Regions from separate parts of the Gossypium hirsutum genome. Here region 2 is linked to region 1. A link is a contact called in public Hi-C data. All regions are on one chromosome and are shown on one strand. Each heading gives the region's core, a stretch centred on a gene start, on an enhancer-like site or on the middle of the called end of the contact. The rest is flanking DNA. Distances are from core to core; before and after follow the strand shown.

Evidence for each region. Hi-C and Micro-C count contacts between places; a contact is called where the count stands out from the background.
Region 2: a Hi-C map of hypocotyl shows a contact between it and region 1, with 2.6 times the contacts expected there. The contact joins the promoter of LOC107962057 here to the promoter of LOC107963121 in region 1. A contact is called at or near these places in 9 of 34 Hi-C or Micro-C datasets (fibers, hypocotyl, leaf and 1 more).

The regions. Positions count from the first base shown.
Region 1 is chrA06:117,867,244-117,872,396 of Gossypium_hirsutum_v2.1, forward strand. It overlaps LOC107963121 (pyrophosphate--fructose 6-phosphate 1-phosphotransferase subunit beta), which reads right to left and starts at 3,192. Exons shown (of 16, transcript XM_016899706.2): 1 at 2,652-3,192; 2 at 2,344-2,505; 3 at 2,111-2,232; 4 at 1,607-1,660; 5 at 1,418-1,524; 6 at 1,214-1,319; 7 at 1,023-1,086; 8 at 714-802; 9 at 124-255. The coding sequence starts at 2,841.
Region 2 is chrA06:118,006,696-118,011,848 of Gossypium_hirsutum_v2.1, forward strand. LOC107962057 (putative pentatricopeptide repeat-containing protein At1g10330) reads left to right here and starts at 2,566. Exons shown (of 2, transcript XM_016898278.2): 1 at 2,566-4,173; 2 at 4,484-5,153. The coding sequence starts at 2,847. The coding sequence ends at 4,545. LOC121230712 (a long non-coding RNA gene) reads left to right here. Exons shown (of 4, transcript XR_005928841.1): 2 at 651-753; 3 at 1,114-1,186; 4 at 1,310-1,691.

The sequences.
Region 1 (5,153 bases), core at 1,942-4,441:
CAGTCAAGTAGTACACACGCAGATGTTTGTGAATAGCAAAGCAATAGATTTCCTAACTACAAAACCTTTATGAGAACAATCTATTCAATCTGACAAAAGAGACCAGCTGATGACCAACAGTACCTCAGGAATGAAGTCAATAAGACCTTCAGGAATGAGAATAACACCATAGTTATAACCAAGTTCAGCACGTTTGCAAATGACATCAACCATGTAGTCTGTTACATTTTTTAGGGTCAACTTCTTGGCAGCAACCTGCAAGAAGATGTAATCTGATTACCTTTGAATCTGTACAGAAAGCTTTTATGAAGTATCTACAGAGCCTGTTACTTCGATGTCGTGCAGATGTTGGATATATGCTGATATTTTTTCAAGTTTTCATATATTTTTGAAGAATTACCCTCATATCCATATCCAAATACGTATTGGATACATGTACTTAAGAAAAATGAAGAGTTGGAAAGCAACATAGCCCGCATAAACTTTTACCAACCATTTTATCTTCAAGTAATCATTAGAAAACCTAAAACTGAACACACAAATAAAGAGCATACTTGATAATATACAAAGAGAATGTCCTAAAATAATCAAAACATAGACCTTCTTCAAACTTATTGCTTACAAGTAACAAAAACTGTCAGATACATAAGAATGGTTCATAGAATATCTCTTCTCCAATAAGAGTTGTCTAGGATGAATGATCTATAAAATACCTCTTCTCCAATAATAGTAATGTTAGGATGAGTCTGCAAAGCACACTCCAAAGTAATGTGTGAAGCTGCACGTCCCATGAGCCGTACAACTACAGAGACAGGTGAATTGAACAGTGTTACCAACATAAATAACAACAGTAGAGCAAGGGGCAGAGAGGTCATTTCAATCCTAATCTAATTTGAAAGGTAAACAGACACATGTTTTAGTGGTATAAATGAACACTGATTAAAAAAGTAGTCAATCATTCATGAACATAGGTATGAACCCTTCCAAAAGGTTCATGAAATTTGAAAGCTTTAAGCACTCACAATGATAATATTTTCCAGTTGATCGTGCATCTATCATGACATTCCCAATCATTTCAGCATATATCTATAAGAAGATAAGCAAACATGAGTACATATCTAATGCAGTGGCATATACAACAAAAGGGTGTATAAGAAATACTTGCACAAATGTTAAAATAAAGACCTATAAAATGTGAACGCAGAAGCCTTACTTTGCAAGCAGTATCAAACCCAAAACTTGTAGGAACTTCTTTGCATTTCAAATCACCATCGATGGTTTTTGGGCATCCAATCACTCGAGTTTTCAGATTTTTACTCCTAATTGGCAAATTGAAGAAGCAAGTAAAGTAATATGGTATACATACTTTCCATCAGCAACAATATATATCAACAATACAAAATTTCTCTAACTGTACCTGAAGTTTTCAGCAAGAAGGCAAGCATTTGTGTTTGAGTCATCCCCACCAATAACAACAAGCCCATCCAGATCAAGCTTTGCTGCTGTTTCTTCAGCTTGCTTGAACTGAAAATCGTACCAACTTTATTCAGCAATTATTAGTTGATAAAAACTCAATAACTAGAATGATTTACAGATGTAACCTTACCTGCTCAGGAGTTTCAATCTTGTCTCTCCCACTACAGATCATATCAAAGCCACCCTGGTTAGAATAAATAAACACAATTGTTAGGATCTTTGCTTTGCGGGTCAGTGCATATGTTGTAACGTATAGACGCAAAGTTAAAATTAATAATAATATGCATGGTTAACAGACAACATAACCTTACTAATATGAAAATAACACAGCCTATAATGCAGGTGGCATGAAACACTGCCATGCTGCTCTTTCACATTGTTTAAATTGTTCTTACCAACAAGAGGAACATTAAGCAGAAGCTACTTTATCATATACTCGCACCAACTTCTCATATGATAATAATGTAGAAATTTCAAAATCGTCAAAATTCCCAAAAGCCATAGTTACTACCAAACACTATTAATATTTAAGCACGCGCTGCTAAAATTCAAAAAGGATCTTTAGGCTTCATTAGGTTACTATTTTCTTTTGCTTCCTGACACTAACATTTCTGTAAATACTAGCAAATAATACCTGATTTCTGTAAGGGTAAATATAATCTGCAGTCAATTCTACGTATTTTCCCTTCATGACCCCAGCAGGACCACCCCTAAAACCATACAAAGTGCTACCTGGAGCACGCTCCTGCAAGTAATCTATCATTCCAAAGGGAAAAAATTTTGTTTCCATTAGCACAAGTATCGTAATTCTGAAGTAACATGCAATGTTATTTAAACAATGTAATTGAGAAAAAAAAAAAGACTAACCGAAAATTCCGCAAATCACATTGTGACCTCCAGGTGCCTGCCCTCCAGACAAAACGACACCGATCTTTAGCTTCTGATCAGATCCGATACTGTCTATTCCGTTCGGCACCAGCATAGACGAGGGTTGCCCGAACAGATTCGGAAACAGCTTTGCTATCTCATCTGCCAAGAAACAAATCTGCCAGTTCAGTGAACTGAGCTAAATACTATTGTTTTACTTGCATGATTATCCAGATAAATTACAAAAAGAAAAAAAGAAACTAGATCGAAAATGAAAAAGAAGAATAACGAAGTGAAGAGAGAAGAACCAGGGTTGCCGGCGGCGGAACTAGCGGGACCATCGACAATTTTGAAGGGGCTTCTGAGAACAGAAGGTACAGGAAGAGCGTGGTCGATACGACTCGTTTGGACCTCGCTGTAAACGGAGGCGAGACGTCCTGCGAACGGAGTCGTTTCAACGGCGGCTACACCGCCGTTAGTTACAAAAGAGGGAGCCATCTCTTTTTTACTTAGGAAATTTTTTTTGGTGGTTATACCTAACTCAGTCCTATCAGTTGCGAGTCGACTAGTGAGTAGTGATTCAAGCGTGGCGTGAATCTATCAGATTTGTCCTGAGTCGCTTTTAAGTCAAAACGGGAAGGGTAGTAGTGTCCTTTCAGGTAATATATTTGGGCTCTTGGGAGACTCCGCCCCTGAAAAGGTATCTGTTTGCCCGTTGAAATCGGTGGTATTTTAGAAATTTACCAGCGAAACGACAATGAATCAAATAGTTTCAGGATCCAGTAACGGATGAAATTATAGCAGAAGAAAGGAGGCAGATGCACGATAAACATGAGTAATACGATGACCCATATGTTCATGCAACAAATAATTTAAGTAATATATAAAAAATTAAATATTGTGAAAATTTAATTAAACCGTCCTCAAATATTCGAATTTTCTGCCTGCATTCAAATATTTAAATCTATTATTTACGAATTTGATTATCCATTATTAAAATAAATAATGATTAATATATGCAATGTTACAAATCTATTGTGAATAGTAATTAAAATATCCAAAACAAATATGATATTTGCAAATATTGAATATCCGTTATCTATTATCATCTCTAATCAAAACACGTAAAATATTAAAATTTATGACAAAATTTTTTTATATAATATATTAATGGGGAGAGATTCACTCATATAGTGTAAAAATTAAATTAGTTTTACACACTTTCATAATTATTTATATGATCAATATTTTAACGATTTAATTGTTATATTTCATGCCTATTCATATAGACCATTGCATGTCAAATTTAATATATTTATTTTATGTAAAATAAATTCAATCGTTGAATATATATTAATATATAGAACATTTTAGATCGATATGATAAAGATATTGGGTCAAAACAAAAATTTACATGCATGATCAATATAATTATACTGATAAATTTAACGATTAGCTCATTAAAATGTTAATCATATAAATAATTATATGTAAAAATATATAAAATTATTTTAATTTTTAGACCCTGTATGTTAATTATAGTAAAAAGAATATTTAAAAATATACCATGAAGCCTCGAATAACCTTAGCTTTTTTGGTTAGGTGGGAAGTGGGAAAGCATATTCTCATATTCCTTTTTCAATTTTTTTTTCTGTTTTGTTTTGCTTCCAAGTTTCTCATATTTCATTATTAAAGTGCTTGCTTGTTCATAAATATTCATTGGAATCATCCTAAAATATCTACAAATATGAAAAGGAGTCCGGCCCAACAGATTGGGTCTTACCTGTAATTGTTGAGTTTGGTATTGGGTTAGGAGGGAGTGATCTAAAACCGAAAGAAAGTACCAATTGGAGTCCGCAAACCCCACTGCTATGCCCATCTCCACCCAAAAGGATATGGCTTTTTTTGCCTAAGGGGTCTGCTATCCCCGTATAGGTTCCATTTGTGCAGATAACCATAAAATATGATTAGCAAAGCAATCTCAGTGCACGCAAGATCCAATGATTGACCAAATCAAACCTAAATGATAGTGTTTTTAGTGACAAATTGGAACCAGAGATGTCCCCAAGTGCTCAAATCTGGAAAGTTTTACGAACAGGGCGTAGGGCTACACCCTCTAACTCAAAGAACTTAACATATTGCTCCCCCTTTCTGTCATTACCAGGTGCTTTCATCTTCTACACTCTGACACTTGCAAGATGTTTTTTCTTGGCTTAAAATCTAAAAATTCCTCAAACTTAAAAAAAAAAAAGTAATTAAGGTTCTATTTTTTTTACTCATTTGGGTACCTGAACTTTCAAAATACATCAAAAAATACTTTTAAACCTTTTCCAAAAAAACAATTAAGCCCCTACTTCTTTTTTTACTTAATTGGGTACTTAAACTTTCAAAATGTATAAAAAAGACCCTCAAACTTTGTCAAAAAGTACAATTAAGACCTTGCTTTTATTAAAAATTATAAAAAAATTAAAATCAATAAATATTATTAAATTTTAATTAAAAATTCAAATATTAAAAATTAGAAAAAAATATAAATATCGTAAAAAAATTATAAAACATGTAGAAATATAAAAAAATTATAAAATTTTATAAAGTCGTAAAAAATTATACAAAATGTAAAGAAATATAAATTTTGTGAAAAATTTTTATAAAAAATTATCGTACTAAAAGAAGCATTTTATAATTTTTTTATAACTTTTATTGATTTTTTACTTCTTTTTTTTATCATTTTTCATCACTTGTCATGCTATATTACAACACGTGATGACTTTAATTGGAAAAAATTAGGGTTCATTAATTTTTTTATGATT
Region 2 (5,153 bases), core at 1,316-3,815, 140 kb after region 1:
AAAACATCTCTCCTTTTTCGCAAATTTTTTTTTTCTCATCGACAACATTACTGGTAAGATTTATCCCCTGCTCTTTCATCCACTACAACAAAAATTATTAGTGAACGACAATTCTCTTAACTACTGAAACTGTTAAAGAAGTTCAATCCGCTCCAGCACTAGCCAATTACCAGCAAAACCATTATTTTTTATGCTCTGAAAAGTTATCAGTAATTATTCATTCCTTTCTTTTTTTGCATTTCAATTTGACTTTTTTTTTGTTTCAGGTATTTTAAAAGATTTCGGTGATATAATAATTATCTACTTATTTCCATTTTTCCTTAATTTATCAAGTTGAAGATATGAGGTTGCTTTTCTCTCTTTTTTTGGCAACATGGGGAACTTCTTCTCTATTTGGGATGTTAAGTAACTTCAACAAATTGCATTATTGGAGAGAAATGATTCTCTTGCTATAATCAAATATAGCTGCTCTTTAGTTTATACAAGAAGTTGCTTGCTCACTCATTGCCATGGTGTCTTTAAAAAATAATTATTTATTTCATTCTTTTAAATATTCAATTATTTAACCATCTCTCTTTTTCATAAAGCTTACTATTTAAATGTCTAACAAGTAAAAGTTCCTATTTGAGATTATTAATCATACTTGGTAGGGAACATGTTTTTGAAAGACGTGTAACAAAGCTCCAAATTACAAGGCTTCTCCAAATACTTGTGAAAATATGGTTGGATTATGCCTAAAGGGTATACATGTAGGTAAGGTTTTCTTTCTTTGTTTAAATTTTAAAATAATATCTTTAGTATTTTATATATATTATAAATATTGTTTTTCTTTTGTGAGAAACATTAAGATTTGATCATATGATTATTTTGCAACAATGCAGTTTTTCTTTTTGTAAAAAGGGTATGGACATTATTACTATCTATGAGGTTTATTATGCTAATGTAGGGATCAAAAGCTTAAGGGCACAATTCTAGTTGGATTCACAGCTAAATTAAATGGAGAGATTAGTAGTCATCTTTCAAAGAGTGTGATGTTCAATTAATTGTGATGTTCAATCAATTTTTTACGAGATCGAAATCAGTTTAATGGTGATACTTTTGCCCACTATTTAGGTGAAGTTGACATGTTGGTGTTCATGGAAGCCTGTTGCAACATTAATCCAAAGGCAAGTTGCAAAAGAAAAGGGTAAATGATAAATGCTAAAAGTAACATATTTTAGCATCATACATAATGTATTTTTGGATGTTTATTCTATTTAAAATGGTGAATTTTATGTTTCATCCTTTAAATTCATGTTTCTATACTTAGGAGAGTATTTGGGAACAAAAGGAGCGAAAGTCAAAAAATTGAAATATCGAAGCAACTTTCAGGAGCCACACGAGCTGGGTCATTCCACAGGGGCTAGACACACGGTCGTGTGAACCACACGAGCTGCCACACGGCCATATTCCAGGCCGTGTCAAGATTGTAAATTTCACTCCAAACGCGTGGAAAAACATAATTTTTAGGTTTTTCGAGCATTCCAAGACCTATATATGACAAACATAAGAAGATGGGAGTAAACCGTCATAGAATATTTAAGAAAACAACTCAGAAAATACTATTGAAGTCGACTCTGAAATAGATTTCCATCAAGACTGAAGATCTCCTTTTGATTTCTTTAAAGTTTATTATGAGTTTATTTATTTCTTATGGCTATATTGTCTTTGAGATATTTTTATTTGCAATTATGAACTAACTTTCTAAATACCTAGGGGAGATGAACCCTATGATGAATTCTGTCTTTTGATTTATGTTCTATTAATCCATTTTGTTGTACTTAAATCAGAGGAGGAATAGACAATGTTTAAAAGTAGATTTAGCATAATTGAGTGGAGTTGCATACAAATACAATCCTAGAAATAGGACGACATCAATCTATCGGATTAGAGTCAAATCTAATAGGGGGATTCATAGATAGAATTAATGAGATAATAGGGGTTTTAGTTAGAAAAAAATTTCAATTAATCAACCTAGAATCAGTTGCTCTTAGTCTTAAAGAAATATATTAGCATAATTTATGTATTTCTACGGATCAAGATACAAAGTAAAGAAACTGCGTAATTTAGATTGATAATGACAAATGAAGTCTAGGTGAATTCTTTTCTGAGTATTGTTTCGCTTCTTGGTTGTTTACTCGATTATTTTCCTGATTTTTTATTTGTCGTGTCCTTTAGTTAATTTTAGTTTTTAATCAATCACTCTAATTTGTCGGTTAAATAATAAAAAGACGCAAGTACTAGTACTTTTAGTCTTCATGGGAACGATATCTATACTAATTATAGTTATACTATTAATTGATAGGTGCAATTGCCTTTATTGAATTTTTAATTAGTTTTTTACTGCCATCAATAGAATAAAGGTTGGTTTGGTGAATGATATGATATTAAATTAGCTATTAACATGAAGCGAAGAGATCGAGTAAAGTTAGTATTTACGGTTTGTTAGAATTGTAATTTTCTATAGATGTCAGCATTAACTCCAATTCTTCTATTTTTTACTCGCATATAAATATGTGAGAATCTGTATCAGAAAGGTATCAAAGGACATTGGAAGAGGATGCTTTTAGGCGAGTCTTGTACCATTGCGGTGATCCTATGTTCCATCATGAGCTCTTAATTTCTCAGTATAGTGATTCTTCTATTTTATGCAAGTTTTTTTTTCTAATGGCTTCAATAAAATTACTATGAACGCCCTAAATTTCTTTTGCCTTGATAATAGAAAATTGGATATAGGCCTCCCCATAATGAGGCCCATGATATAGAAGAAAGCTGAAAGGGCCATCACTGAAACCCGAATAAGCCACATGAACTCTGAGTATCTGCTGCAACACCTTCAACGTTTCCTCGAACGTCCAAACCAAATCAAGCAAATCCATTCCCTGCTAATCACCACCGCTCTCCTCTTCAATACTGCTTCCAAATGGAAACCAACCCTCCTTTACAACACCTTAATAAGGGCTTATCTCAACATAATCCCACATTGTTCCCTTACACTCTTCACCTTCATGCTTCATCATCAGGCACCCCCCAATGGCCACACTTTCACTTCCCTTTTCAAAGCCGCCTCTACCTCCCAATCCTTAGCCTCGCTCTCTTGCTCACCCCTCCATGCCCAAGCACTAAAGCGTGGCGTCTTGACTGACTCCTTCGTGCAAACATCTTTGCTTGGTTTGTATGCCAAACTCGGTAGCCTAAGTAATGTGCGTAAAGTGTTCGAAAAAATTCTTAACCCGTGCATCGTCGCGTGTAATGTGATGCTTGATGCTTTTGGGAGAAATGGTGATATGGGTTCTGCTCTTTTCTTCTTTGACCGCATGAGTGAAAAGGATGTGGTGTCTTGGACAAGTGTTATTAATGGTTTCGTAAGGAGCAAACAGTTTGCAAAGGCTATTTGGGTTTTTGAGAAAATGATAGAGTTTTCGGTTAAACCGAGTGAGGCTACTTATGTTAACGTGCTCTCTTGTTGTGCTAATTTAGAAGAGCAAAGGGGGTTTTACCAAGGGAGGCAGATACATGGGCATATTTTCAGAAACGAGGGCGTTATGACTGTTTTCATGGGCACGGCATTGATTGATTTTTATGGAAAAAGAGGTCATTTAGACTTTGCCTTTAGAGTTTTTAATAGAGAGGTTTGTACTTGGAATGCAATGATCTCTTCTTTTGCATGTAATGGTAGAGAAAAGGAGGCTTTGGACTTGTTTGAGAAGATGAAAGTGGACGGAATGTGTCCGAATGAGGTCACATTTGTTGCTGTTCTTACAGCATGTGCTCGCACTAAGAGAGTGCAGTTGGGTTCACAATTCTTTCAATCAATGTGGTGCCAATATGGCATTGTGCCAATAATGGAACACTACGGGTGTATGGTAGACCTTTTAGGCAGAGCAGGCCTTTTGACTCAAGCGACTGAGTTTGTCAACACTATGCCATTTCAACCTGATGCTTCGGTTTTGGGGGCTCTTTTAGGTGCTTGTAAGATTCATGGTGCCATTGAACTTGGAAATGAAGTGGGGAGAAGGTTGCTTGAGTTGCAGCCACGACATTGCGGACCATATTTAGCGTTGTCTACCATAAATGCCGACAAGGAGAGATGGGATCGTGCAGCTGACTTGAGGAAAGCCATGGTAGAAGCAGGTATCAGGAAAGTTCCTGCTTATAGCTTCATTGATTCCGTGTAAAAATCCTGTGGAAGCAGTCTCTATTCTTTAACTAATCACATGCATTCTGCAGCAGCAATATCGATGGTAAATGCCAATCAAAATATTAGAGAATTCATTCTTAGATTGAACAATCAAATATTCCCCTAGACAAAGAGTTAACTCTCTTATGATGCAAACACATCAGCATGATGAGATTTACATATGAAAGACAAATGAAATTCATGCTTGCTTGACTTTTTTTCTTTAGCCTGTCTTGACTCGATATATGTATTTGTCATGTGAAGGGAAGAACACAAAAATTGGGATTGAGGGGACCCTTTTACTTTTGGCGAAATGGACTGACTGAACGTGTGCAGCATGAGGGTATTTAAAATTCCATTAGTCTCTGGTTGTGGGCCAAATCTGAGGTAGGATTTTTGGTGAGGGAAAGGGAAAATAGAGATGCCTTTTGTTTTAGTGGCGTACATATGGAGGCTAGCTACGTTGTTGATTTGAATTTGATGGACCAATAATTGTTTGTTTTAATTGACTTATGCTTCCTTTGACAGACCTGTAGGATGGCTCTACCTGGTAAGTTTATTATTTGGATTCTTTAAAAGATTTGGTTTTATTTAAAAAATTGAGTAATCTAATCATTATATTTTAGATTAAAAAGTAAATTACTCTTTTTGTTAAAAATTTTATCCATTTTTACTATTAAAAATTGTGTTAACATGAGGTACACATGGCATTGTTATGTGTAACTATATAGAAATTCCATCAATCACACCAACTTTTTTATGGTAGAAATGGATGATCTTTTTAACAAAAAGATTTGTTTGCTCTTTGATTTATTGTACATAGATTAATTTACTCATTTTTTAAGTAAATAGAATAAAATGCACTTTGATTCCTAGGACATAGACCTTCATAATAGTATTACCTACCAAAGACAATAGATTATGGCTACCATTT